Linked DNA regions of Mus musculus: region 2 is linked to region 1. Evidence: chromatin contacts called from public Hi-C data. All regions are on one chromosome and are shown on one strand. The core of a region is the stretch at or near the end of the contact, and the rest is flanking DNA. Distances in the headings are between cores, read along the strand shown. Region 1 has its middle 20 kb from the start of Nap1l5. Region 2 has its middle 28 kb from the start of Gm22367.

Region 1 (6,785 bases), core at 3,150-5,649:
AGCAGCACTGAATGTGAATGAGCAAGATGCAGAGTCCTTCAGGCATATGCCTAAGAGTAGTATAGCTGCGTTAAGTGGAAGATTGATGATATTCTCTCTCTCTCTCTCTCTCTCTCTCTCTCTCTCTCTCTCTCTCTGTGTGTGTGTGTGTGTTTCCATCTCTCTGTGTGTCTGTTTCTGTCTCTCTGTCTCTGTCTCTTTCTCTCTCTCTCTCTCTGCATAGATCTGTTCCACTTTGCATACCTATTAACTATGAATTTGTTGTTTTAACTTGACAATTCTGGCTAGGATACAATGAAATCTCAAAATAGTTTTAATTTGCATTTCCCTGATGGCTAAGGATATTAAACATTAAAAAAAAAAACTTTCTCAGCCATTTGTATTTCAAGATTTGAGAGCCCTATGTTTAGATCCATGCCCATTTATAAATTGGATTTTTTTTCTTGATGTCTAGGTATTTGTTTTGTTTTGTTTTTAGTTCTTTGTGTACTCTAAACCCCATCCTCTGTCGTAGGAATATAATTAGTAAAGATTTTTCTCGTTTTGTATTTTGCATCTTCACTTGAGTGATGCTGTTCTTTGCTATATAGATGTCTGTTAATCTCATGAGGTCAAATTTGTCAGTGTTGGTCTTAATACCTGCACTTCTTTGGTTTTACTCAGAAAGCCCCGCCCTATGCCAGTGAGTTCAAGAGTATTTCATTTCTTGTTTTGTTTTGTTTTGTTTTGTTTTGTTTCATTTTGCTTTTCGAGACAGGGTTTTTCTGTACAGCCTGGCTGTCCTGGAACTCACTTTGTAGACCAGGCTGGCCTCGAACTCAGAAATCTGCCTGCCTCTGCCTCCCAAGTGCTGGGATTAAAGGCGTGCGCCACCACTGCTTGGCTGAGTATTTCATTTCTTATTTATCAGATCCATAATATTATGTCCTTTGTTGAGGTCCTTGATACATTTAATGTGAGTCAGGTAATAATCCAGTTTCATTCTTCTACCTACAGCTATCTCGCTTGACCAGAACAAGGTGAAGAGACTGTGTTGTCTCTAGTGTTAGTTTTGGTTTAACATGTTTGCATCCTCAGTTCTTGTCCACTGATTGATGTGTCTGGTCTTAAATAACAATACCATGCTGTGTTTCTTAGTCTGCCTCCGAAATACAACCTAACACCAGATGATGATAACGCCAACAGTTTTTTTTTTTCTTTTTTTTTTTTTTTGGACTTTTGTCCTATTAATCCATGCTGGTATCTTTTTCAATTTCTTTTTCCAATGTTACAAATTCTTTTTATTATATAAGTCTTTCAGTTCCTTAGTATCCAAGATACTTTGGGGGACTATTGGTTATTGTTTGAATATAGTAAGAGTATGGGTTTTGCCTGTTCATTTTGTAGTGTGGTACTTTGTGGGTGTAGTTCTCTGTTAGAGTTTTTAAAGTCTTTTAAAAGATACTTAGACTTCTTTCTTTTCTGTTTGAATCATCTTCCATTGTCTTATTGCTCTAAGACTTGTATTATGTTGAATAGAATTGGAGAGAGTGAACATCCTTGCCTTAGTCCTGATTTTAGTGGAAATGTTTTTTTTATTTTTCTCTAATTAGCATGATATTGGCTAAACTTGCCATGTAGTTCCATATTATATTGAGGTATGTTGCCTGTTTCCCTAGTCTCATGATGTTTATCATGAGAGAATATCATATCTTGTCAAAAGCCTTTTCTAAATCTAATGAGATAATTGGGGCTTTTTCTGTCTGATTATGTTTATATGGTGGATTTAGTTACTGATTTACAGATGTTGAACCACCCCTGCATCTCTGGGGGGCATAAGGCTGACATATTCATAGTGGAAAATCTTCTTTGGTCTTGAATTCAGTTTGCAAGTATTTTTATTGAGGTGTGTGTGTGTGTGTGTGTGTGTGTGTACGTGCGTGTTTGTGTTGTGTATATTCACCTTAGATGCTGGCAATATTTTCCTTCTTTTAATTTTTTAACTTTGATCCTGGTATCATATAAATTATTTGAAAATGTTCTTTTTCTTTCTATTGTATGAAATAATTTGAGGAGTATTGTTGTTTCTCTCTGAGGGACTAGTAGAATTCAGTTCTGTATCTATGTAGTCCTAGGATTTTTTTTCAGCTAGGTGTTTTTTCAATCATTGTTTCTCACTGGTAGTTATAAATCTATTTAAATTCTTTTCATCCTCTTAATTTAATTCTGGTAGGGCATGAATATTTAAAAATTCATTTCTTTTAGACTTTTCAGTTTAGTGGACTATCAGTTTTTAATGTATGTCCTTATAATTTCCCAAGTTTCCTCAGTCACTGCTGTCATGTGTCCTTTTTCATCTCTGGTCTTATTCATTTAGTTAATTTGCCTAAGCTTTGTTAATCTTGTTAACCTTTTCAAAGGACCAACGCTTACTCATTATCTGCATTGTTTTTCTCATTTCTATTTTATTAATTTCAGTCCTGATTTTTATTATGTCTTGCCACCGATTTCAGTCTGTTGTGTTTTCATTTTCATTCAATTCTAGGAAATGTTTAGTCTCCTTCTTCACTTCTCCCTTGACCCAATTTTCATTTAGTAATGTATTATTAAGGCCCATGAGTGTGTGTGTACATTCTGCTGTTTTCTGTTGTTCATATTCGGCTTTCTTCCACTGTGGTTAGATCCAATGCAGGTTGTTATTTACATTTTCTGGATTTGTTCTAACTTGACTTGTGACCTAATATATGGTCAGTTTTGGAGAAAGTTCCATAGTCTGATGAGGAGAAAGTGCAGTTTTAGCATTTAGGTGGATTGGACCGAAAATGTCTGTTCTGTAAATGTCACTTGCTTTATGCTATCATTTAAATCTAGAGTTTCTCAGTTGTTGTTTTTTCCCCCAGATGACCTGTCTATTGGAGAGAGTGGGTATTGGAGTCTCCCTCTATTACTGTGCTGGAGTCAACATGCTGTTTTAAATCTAAACATGCCTTTTTAATGCCATTAGATGCTCCTTTGTTTAGGGAATGTCTTAGTTTGGTTACTATTGCTGCGGTGAAAGTGTGACCAAAAGCAACTTGGAGGGAAAGATCTTAGGAAGACATTTTCTCAGTTAAGGCTCCATCCTCTCTGTTGACTCTAGGTTGTGTTGCGTTGACCCAAAACTAGTCAGTGCAGCACATATATGTTTACAATCATAGTATCCTGTCTGCTGATTTTTCCTTTAACAACTGTAAAGTATCTTTCCTTATCTCTTCTGGATAACTTTGGTTTGATGTCTATTCAGACATTAGAATCATCTTTTTTTTTTTTTTCAATCCCTTGACCATGAGATGGTATCCGTTATATCATTGGTCATGAGCTGTGTTTCTTGGAGGGAGGCAGTGAAAAGATGGATCCTGTTTTCTGATCCAGTCTGTGCCTGTGCCTCTTTATTGAGGAGTGCAGATAATTAATATTGAGTTATTATCGAATAGTGTGTCTTTGCTTCTGTTATTTTGTTGCAAGGGATGAAAGAGCAGGTCCCTGTATCTTTAGGAAAAAGTGAAGATTTTTCCCTTTAGGTTAAACTGACCAGGGTTCATTTGGGAGTGACACAGTGGCATACCATCAAGCCAATCCAGTCTAGGCTCTTGGAAAAAGAGTTAAACCTTACAAAAGAGGAGCCCTGTAAAGAGTACACAGACATTGGTCTCTGGCTTTAGGCTTCTGGTGGGGTGTGGGTGGACAGTTTGTCTCTCTTAGCCTTTCCTCGAGGACAAAGATCCTAGACCCTGCAGCACAATAGGCGATGGTAAAATCACCCATGCTGGTGTGGGCTGGGGCCCCGCCTCCCTCCAGACTCATGCATGCTGGTGTGGGTTGAGGTTGTCTCTCTCCTGACTCCTCCATGTCTGTGTGGACTGAGGCCTTGTCTCTTCCCAGACTTGTCTATGCTGGTGTGGAGTGAAGCCTGGTCTCTCCCCAGACTCGTCCCTGCAAGCTTTCCCACTTGCACATTGTCTTTTTCCAGAATAATAGGATGTGTACTCTTCCTATAGCACCAGTAAAGGGAACTCAGATGTCAGCTTCTTTTTCTTTCCTAACAGAATGACTGGGTGCTTGGCACAGTGCAGAATCACATGCTCTTCAGATCTTTTGAAAGCTGATTTTCCTCAGTCTAATCCCATGAGAGTTAGGTACAATTTATGATAATTATGGATTTGGTTCCCACTGGTGTTAAACTTCCTGACAAACTTAAGTAAGACTTAAAATGGAGCCAGACCCTAATAACCAGACTGGTCTTTTGTGGTCCCCTTTTCTTTCAGATTAGGAGGAAGATAGCAAAAGCAGATTTGTAAATAAGCCTGGTCCCTATTGGCTCCTCAGTGGCCCGTGTTCTCCAGGATAAAAGCCAAGAGCCAGGGCCAAGTAGGTTCTGGCTGCAGGTCCTGCAGGGCTGGCAGGACACTGCCAAAGCTGCTTGTTAAAAATAGATCTCTTAACCTTTTGTCCCTGAATTGAAGGACTCTCAAGTTCAAGTCACTGTCAGAATGTTCAGAGTAGAGACCTGGGTGTACTGATGTCTGCGGTAGTGTTAGGGGTGGGAAGGGACAAGATTGTGGAATGATTTGAATCTGAAAGCTTCCCTGGTGCTAGCCTCAGGCAGGCATGGTCTTCATCTGGTTCTTCCTTCGTAGGGTGAAAGAGTGGAGGACCCCATGTGCCTTCCTCTACTTAGCCCTGGCCACAGGTTGTGGGATTTGGGATGCTCCTTAACAGCTTGGCAAAATTTTAGCAAACTACCCCTCCTTCGGGGGCAGTTAGCTTTTAATTTAAAAATATTTCCCGAAATAAACTTCAGGGCATCTAAGTCATCCAGAAACTCATTGGAAGGTTCCTCCTTGCCTTCTTCACACCACTGGACTTAGGCATTTGTTTCCACATTGATCTCAGAGACCATCCCAGTTCATTCTGAACTGTTGATGTGTCTGATCAGTTCTGGACCTCCCAAAGACTTTAGGGAGAAACTTAGAAGGTTTCTCCTGCTCAGAGAGGTCATTTAGCAAGCAGTAATCCTTCTGAGAAAGCAGCCAGGATGTTTGAAAATAGTGATAGACATGATATGTTTTTTCCTCCAACTGAATTGGTTAACTGTTTCCATAAAATCTTGCTTATCTTTACATCCTAGGGTAGACTTCTGGCCTACAGACACATGCACACACACACACACACACACACAATATAAATACATACAATACACATGTACAACACACACATGTACACCCACCCACATAATACAACACATATGTATATGCACAAACATTCACCCCACAAACACACATGAATAACACACACATAGCACACACAAACATAACTGAACGTGTTCCTCCACACTGACCCATACTTAGAGTGTTGGAGTAATATTGTTTTTCTAACATATACAAACAAGAAAGGAGAGGGTGATGGGGAATGGCATGGTGAGTGATCGTGGAAAGTACAATGCCTGTTCTGAAAGACTTCAGAATGTGTTGCTGAACTACAAAAACACTTTATTTCAATGCAGACACAACACTGAGCCTACAACAACCTATAAAGCAAGAAATGCAATCATTTTTTTTTTCATACAATGAAACGGAGGCTCTGGGAGGATAAATCCTGTACCCAGATCATGTAGTGGGGCCTTGAAGCACCTGTAGGCATTCTGTTTCTGGCTGTTGTCAAGTGGGTCGTTTTTTGTTACTCAGAGTTTAGTTGTGGAACTGGTCATTTCTATAGATGCACAGCGTGCTCTGCACCCTTCCGAAGGCTAGACAAGCAGCATGGCAGAGAGCAAGCATTAATGACAGGCCTGTCCCGAGACCTGAACCCTACAGCCCTTTCTGAGCTACAATACTCATCCCAAAGTCCTCACTGAGGTGGCCTTCTAGTAGCTCAGCCACATGTTTGTTCTGGTGTGAGGAGTACTCTCTCGCCTTCCTCACCGCGCCTATTATACACAGGGATTGTCAGTGTTTCAGAAGTACCAGCTAAAGAAAAATATCAGTGTCTCAAAAATGTCTTATCATGTAGTAATCATGCCCAGAAGGAGGGTCTAAAGATTGATTCATGTTTTTGAATGGCTTTTGAGAACTTCAGAATTTATGGCAACATATGACTTAAACATACATGGGCTCTGCTGGGAATCTGAGTGGTCCAAGGGATTTGCTTCTCACCATGTTTTCTGCAATGCTCCCCCCCCCCCCCCGTGGTAATAAGCCGTGTAGCTGGAGAGGAAAGTGAGAACCGAGCTTTCAGCACCTCCGGTCCTGCCAAATACCCCCTGTCTGCATGCCAGGGCTCTGAAATGCACTAGGGAGTTCTGATTTGGCTTAGTGGGTATAAGATTCTACTGTGTAAGTTCAGCCTTGGCAAGCTGACATAGCTTAGAGATAACACTGGTAAATTTTGTCTTACAAGATGCTGAATCCATCCCAGAAAAGCAATGATGAAGCCATTTAGGTCTCACTTCCCTTCCCCAGTGAGCCCTCCCACCATGGGCAGGTCACATTGCAACATTCTGTTTGGGCCACCAGCTTTGTGAAGCGCAAGCACTACATGGCCAGGGCAGAGGGCGAGGCGAACATCCAGAATGCGTCCAGTCTTTGACACAAGCGGTAGACCTGTGTGAATTTGAGCTCACTTAACTTTTTGGCTTCGTCAGAAGGATCAGCATCTGCTCTGTGGGTACACAGCTTGCTCTGAAAGCACGACCATCTGAGTTTGGATCTCCATCTCTTACATAACATCTGGGAATGGCTGTGCTCCCTCTAACCCCAGCACTAGGAGAG
Region 2 (6,785 bases), core at 2,972-5,471, 140 kb after region 1:
CCCTATGGCTTTATCTTATTCGCCAATAAAACTGTGTGGTACACCTTAGGACCCGCGTCATCTTATACACCAAAAGAGAAGAAAAGTGAGCCATTGTTCTTCAGCAACCTTCTGTAGCATAGCTCGTGAAGCCACTAAAATTATTTATATGACTACCACTAAGTATGGCTCTCTGGTTTTATTTTGTTTTGTCTTGTGGAAAGGTTCTCATGTAGCCCAGAATGGTCTTGAACTCACTATGCAGCCAAAGTTGACCTTGAACTTTTGATCTCAACTTTCTTTTCTGCGGGCTGAGATCACAGTCATGAGCTACCATACCTGATATATGAGGCTAGAACCCTGGGCTTCTTGAATGCTAAGCAGACACTCGACTAACTGCGTGACTCCCACCGACCAAGCACACCTGTCTCTTGAGAAGCTCACACTGCACTTGGCTGTATACTATCTTTTTCCTGAGCACGTCTCTTTCCACTAACACCTGCAGTAAATTTATGTAAAAATTCCATTCTCGCTCCCCTGCTGTATCTCCATGCTCAACCTCTACTCTCTAACTGTGGAGCTCTTGTTGCCCTGGAACTCTCTGTCAATCACGCATCCCTCGAATTCATGGAGCCCCGTCTGACTCTGCAGCCAAGCGCTGAGATCCAAGGCATGAGTACTACATCTGGCCTTAAAACTGCTTCTTAATAAATTCCAACAACACTTCATAGTGACTCATTCTGAAACTTTTTTTGTGGGGATGCCAGGAATTCTGGCTTTCCCTGAGTGGGGATCTCCGAAGAAGGGAACTCCTCAGTCAGCAAGTGAAGCTGTGTTTCTTGGCTCCCCATCAGGCCCTCAGGGAGTGAACATTCATAGAGATGGGGATGGGAATAAGAACAGAACCCCTCAGTACTCTAGCAACACAGAGAGAGGGCAGCAGTGCAAAGCTGGTGTCTTCTCTAAGAATTAGTATATTATCAAGTAGCGGGTTTTTTGGTTTCTTTTTTGTTTGTTTGTTGTTCTTTGACAATGAAATGCCTTCTAGTCCTCTGAGAATGTACATACCACAAAGTCACATAAGGCTCGTGCCTTTCCTGGCAGTATATCTCCTGGTAGAGGAGGCCTCCTGGGTGGAAACCTTGAGATGCCAGGCCCTGAAATTTCCACTGGGCATTGAGGACGTGGGTTGTTTATCTCCAGAGTTTGGCAAAGGGAAGACAAAGCATTGTGTCATTTCCTAGTTTATAGTACAAACTACATTATAAAGAATGCTTGAATTACAAAGAAGTAACATTTGTTTTGGCCCTTTCATTATTTTCCGGCAGCCAATGATATGAGGGACTTTTTCAGTTCATCTGGGACTCAAATGCTTTAATCGGAGCAATAAAAAACCTAATCCTCATAAGTTGTGGGAAAATTGGTGGGATAATTCATGTATCACTGCTGCCTGAAATAGATTGGGCATACAATAAATGATAAGTAGGAACTATTATCTTTAATAATTTATAAAAATAATGACTACAGAACTTGAGAAGACATGCCATTATTACTATACTATCCTCCGATGATTTAAATAAATATCCAAATTCTCTGATTTAAAAATTAATTTTATATGTTCATGCTAATGACAATTAAAGATTAATTTTGAACTATTCTCTAATGAATGATGCTAGCTATAATCTTGTGGAACTGGCTGATATAGCAAGGATATGCATGCCTGTCCTCCTATCTCCAAGGCAAGTTTAATTGTGACAATAGCTAGTTGTTCAGTGTATAGTTGGCATAACATTTAAACATTAGACTCCTTTACACATTCAATAAAAAATAGTAACTCTATGTCATAAGCATTAAAAAAATCTATTTTATAAAGAACAAACATAAAATAGTTTAAGAAACTTGTGCAAAGTTAGCCAAATATAAGTGATCAGTTTAGAAAGTGAGCTGGGACAATAATTCCAGAGGTAGTAACTCATATGTCACACTGCCACTAGTGTTTTGGAAAATATTCGCTAGCCACTGGTGTTTATTGGGCACTTACCATCTGGAAGTCACTATAGAAGTACAAGAAAATAAATCAACCTGGTATCTATACTCTGGAATTTGTACCCTGGTAGGGAAGAGGGCAAATGTCAACCACATCACTGGAGGAACAAAACATATGAGAAATTATATTTGCTTTAAAAATTATGGGCATTAAGAAATGAATATAGTTGTTTGGCAATATTTATAAGTTCTGACATAGGATATTTATAAGTTCTGCAAATAGGAGGACAATAGAAAATCTGAACCAGCCATATGTAGAAGAGAATGAAAGGTGGTAGAAAGAGTTGAGGCTGAAAAACTAGGTTGTATTCAAACTGTTAAAGGCAATACAGACTGTGCTAAATGATTATCTGTGCCTCAGAGCACTTTGTAGTAATTACTTCATCCATCATGCGAAGGAAAGGGTAGGATGACATCAGTGGATTTCCTGGGTGGAATTGCTCTAAACACTAATCTTAGTTAAAAAAAAAGAAACCTATACCACCAGAAATTACAGTTACTTCATCTTCTAAGCCTGATACCCACTAAATACAAATGTTTCTTACTAATGGCCAGCAATTGTCTGTTGCCTCTGCAATTCCCACATCCCTTCTTGTGTCTTAATGCCCCAAATTTGGACCTGCATGGAGTTTCCAAGGATGACTACCTCTGTGGCTGTAGAGGTGAATCAAGTAATCTATATTTCTAGTTTGGTATCTGTTGTTGTCATAAATACCACAACCAAAAGCAACTTAGGGAAGAAAGGGCTTATTTGGTTTAAATGTCATGATCATAGTCCATCATTGACAGAGCAAGGGCAGAAACTCAAGTAGGAGGTGAGGTAAAAGTCATGAGGAAAGCTGCTTACTGACTGATTTTCATGGTTTGCTCAGCCTGCTGAGTTATACAACCCAGAGTCACCTGCCCAGAGGTGGCAACACCCAGTGGGCTTGTTCTTCCCACATCAATTATCAATCAATAAAATGTTCCACAGATATGCCTAGAAGCCAATCTGATGGAGGGAATTATCAACTGATGTTCACTCTTCTCAGCTGACTCTTGTTTGTGTCAAGTTGACAAAGAGTAACCAGTAATGAAGTTCACTGTCTGCTATCCATAGCAGTTGCTCCAGTGACTATATCTAGGATGAACCAGAGATTGCTCTGTTCAACTTGTTATATGCTAGGAAACAGTGCTAGGTGAGAGGCTTTCTGAATTGAGTGGAGGCATTGGCTGCCTTGTCCTGTCATAATTCTTCCAGGATGTCTGTGCAAAAATCAGCGGAGGAAAAAAAGAAAAACTATTTTTCCTGTTTTATTTTATTTTTAAAAATTTTATTACACAATTTTGTACACAGTATATTTTGAGCATATTCTTTCAACTTCTTCAACTTCTTCAGAATTTTCCCTACCTCCCTACCCATCCAACTCCATACACCATCACATCCAGTTTTAGGTAGTACTGAGAATCAAACCCAGGGCCTTTTGGATGCTAGGTAAGCACTCTAAGAGCTACACTCTCAGCCCTAAACCATACAAAGTATTTTAACATGAACCAGAAAAAAGTTAAACTACATTTTTTGTTGAGTATAAATCTCAAGATGAGAATAAAATAAAATTATATTTAAGAACAAGTTTATAAAAGTAAAGATTGGAATATAATGTGGTAATAGATTTACAGAAACATTATTCATTCATTCAACAAACTAGCTATGCTAATAATATGCCAGACTCTAGGTTATAAGGATCAATAACTCACAGCACAGCCTGGTCTGATTTAGAAACAGATTAAGGAAACGTACAATGAATCTCCACCAACATACACTTCACACAGTCATCTCCCAAGGCCTTCTTTGAAGTCCCCTGGCATGGACTGGGAGCCATCACTTCTATTGTGTGCATGTCAGTTTAATATTATTTTGGCTATTTCTTTTTCTACCTTTCAGTTGAGTTTAAATAATCAGGAGATTATTTAAAGACTTCTTTACCTAATAGCCCTTAAGACAAAAATAGTCTCCCTTGGGAGTGACGGTCAGTCCATGCTCAACACAAGTTATGAAAGATTCAGGTTCTCCAGGTGAGGGGTTTGCTTCCTGTAGCACAGCTTGTCCCAGATGGAGTTACCCAGCCTCCTCTGAATCACTACTGGGTATAAGGAAACACCACATAAAGTGCCAGCCTGTGCTGTCGCTGTGACTAGTGAATTGTGCAAATCCGAGTCAGCAGTCTTATGCCTTCAGCCAACACCCCTGAACACAGGCAGGTTAGCCGGTCAGCCATCACTAAGTAGTAAGATTTCAGAGTCTTCAGTTCTCATTTACTGGAATACTGCCATAGGAACCCCTGGCAGCCACCTGGAATTAGAAAACAAGTTGGTCTAAAATGAAGTCAACACAGCATCAAAGCAAAATGATGAAAAGTTCATGATATTTTCAGGATTTCAGACATATGAGCCAGTACATCTTCTTGCTGATTAAGTAGCTGAGAATGCTGAAATCAAAGGTATTTTTGATAGTTCTTGTGGAATCAAAATTTTTAGATCAAAAATATATGTGGCTTAAACACAGCTCAAGCTAACTTTGGACTAATCACATGTTCCTCTGGCTGAATATCAATGCAACAGGACTGTGGATTTAAAGGTCATTGGCTAAGCTGAGTGTTTGGCAGAAGGAGTGCGTAAACAAGGTCACGTTCTGTAGCAGCACACACAAAGGGAAGTTAGTAAAACCTTCTGGGTTTCTAGGGTGTAAAAAGACAGCTGTCGACATATCTGGGAAATAGGCTTTGTTATCTGGTTTTCAGTTGTCTCACAGACCTGACAGAAGGATTAATAATAATAATAATAATAATAATAATAATAATAATAATAATTTATTTACAGATCCAAGAATTCCTAGGCTCAGCAAAAGAACTGTGTGGTGACTGGAGGATGAGACCTTTAAACTCTAGAGTGGGAGAACAGTTTGGAGATTGTGTTTAACCACAACGGTTGAATGAATCACTATTATTTAGTAAGACCTCAGTAAAAAGGGACAGAGTGCAGTTTCCAGAGTTTTTGAGTTGCAAATCCAATGAAGCAATGTGGAGAGTGACATACTGGGAGGCCATGGAAATTCCTGGTCCTTCCTCAGCATCTTGGCTTTTGCATTTCTTACATCCAGCTGCTGCAGGGTTGCTTCCTTTATAATGAACTGGAGAACCAAAGTGAAGTGCATGTGAGAGTTCTCAGCCACACAGTGTTGTTGGGGTGAGAGGACAGGAGTGTGGAAATCCTACATGTAAGCCAGCTGGCGCTGCATGCAAGTTACAACCTGGAATGTGATTGGTGTCTGAAGTCTTATGGGACTTTATTCCTTAGGTTTATACTAACTCTGGGTTGCACCCTTTTGAAATGAGCTCAATTCAGGCCACCTATTTGATATATCTAGCAAGGCTTATTCAGTGCACCAGCTGTTAGGTACACACACATATCCCTGGCTCTGAAGTGTGTTCTCATTTGAAGGATTATTTGCTGGGTCTTGCCTTTCGCCACTGAACTCCTTTTTTTTTTTTTTTTTTTTTTTCTCAAAATGCTGCACACTCCAGATGCCCCCGAAGTGTGTCCTGTCCCCAGCTTTCCTGTGAGGAGCGGGTGCGGCCACGACCCCAGGATGGCGCCTGGGACGGCTGCCAGGTCTTATGACCTGTGCCTGACTTCCTCATTACCTCTGACTTAGCCACATCCCAGGCACCTGCACTGTGCAGACGCCATGCCTTGTCAACTCGCCTGAGGTGTGTCACTTGCTGTGAACCAATGGACTGCTGCTATGTGACTGGGGTGATTGGGAGGAGTCAGTAGGGTATTTAAGGCACGCCCCAGGGTTGTTCTGCGGATTCCTGTTCCTGCATTGCAATACAAAGTGTTCCTGAATAAACCTGCTTGAAGAAGGACAACTGAAGAAGGACAACGTGGTGTTGTGTCTTTCCTGCTGGTTGGGGTGGATGCGACAAGTGGTGGCTCGTACGAGGACTCTGCTTCGAGAGAGCGCTGCGGGTCCAGAACTTCAAGAGGTTTGGGTAGCTGGCTGGAAAGCTCCCAGGTAAATGGGATGATCCAAGTTCTCCGTTAGAGACAATAAGGTTCCCAGATTAAGGACTATTGAGGTAAGTGGGACGATTCAAGTTCTCAGTTAGAGACAATAAGGTTCCCAGTTAGGGACGATTAAGATAAAACAGTTATGGGTAACACAACATCAGGGCAGTCTGTTCACCAGGCATTAAAGGATTTGTTGAAAGAAAAAGGAATCGGGCTGAAAAAGGAGACGTTAGAAAACTTTCTAAAGGCCGTTGATCAGGTGGCTCCATGGTTCCCCGTGTCAGGGCATCTTACAGGGCCTAGTTGGGAGAAATTAGGGAAGGATCTGAAGTTTGCCGAGGAGCAAGGCGTCCTCGTCAAAATGGTGCTTCCGGTATGGAAGTTAGTATGTAACTGTATTAAGGACCGGGAGAAGTGTGGGGCTGAGTTGCAGAAAGAGAATGAGGCTTTGAACAAAGTAAGAGAGGAGAGATCACAGGAGTCTGATGTAGAAAGTAGCTCTAGCAAGGGGACCTGTCCGAGGATTGCGGACAGTCTCGAAAAAGTGAGAGTGAAGGTTCAGCCTTCTGCACCAGATCCTCTGCGACCGCTGTCATACGATGGGGGTGACGTCTGGACGGTCTCTACACCCAGAGACGTGGAGAGAGCTAGGAGCACGGTGCTACCCAGTGTCCCAGGATGCACAAGGAGCTAGATTTCATGAACCA

Evidence for each region. A called contact is a pair of places that touch in the nucleus more often than the background predicts.
Region 2: a contact with region 1 is called in a Hi-C map of liver, with 4 times the contacts expected there. The contact joins two enhancer-like sites. A contact is called at or near these places in 2 of 39 promoter capture datasets (both in liver), 3 of 484 Hi-C or Micro-C datasets (the HL-1 cell line and liver) and 1 of 9 other capture datasets (embryonic stem cells).

Annotation. Positions count from the first base shown.
Region 1 is chr6:58,923,687-58,930,471 of GRCm38.p6, forward strand. No RefSeq gene overlaps it. Among named protein-coding and RNA genes, the nearest start is that of Nap1l5, 20 kb to the left of the region's middle. Within about 2 kb of position 4,400, at least 32 of the 459 cell types and tissues checked have an H3K27ac peak or open chromatin away from gene starts, as enhancers often do. A contact at or near this core is called in liver, where this site is marked.
Region 2 is chr6:59,067,645-59,074,429 of GRCm38.p6, forward strand. No RefSeq gene overlaps it. Among named protein-coding and RNA genes, the nearest start is that of Gm22367, 28 kb to the right of the region's middle. Within about 2 kb of position 4,222, at least 15 of the 459 cell types and tissues checked have an H3K27ac peak or open chromatin away from gene starts, as enhancers often do. A contact at or near this core is called in liver, where this site is marked.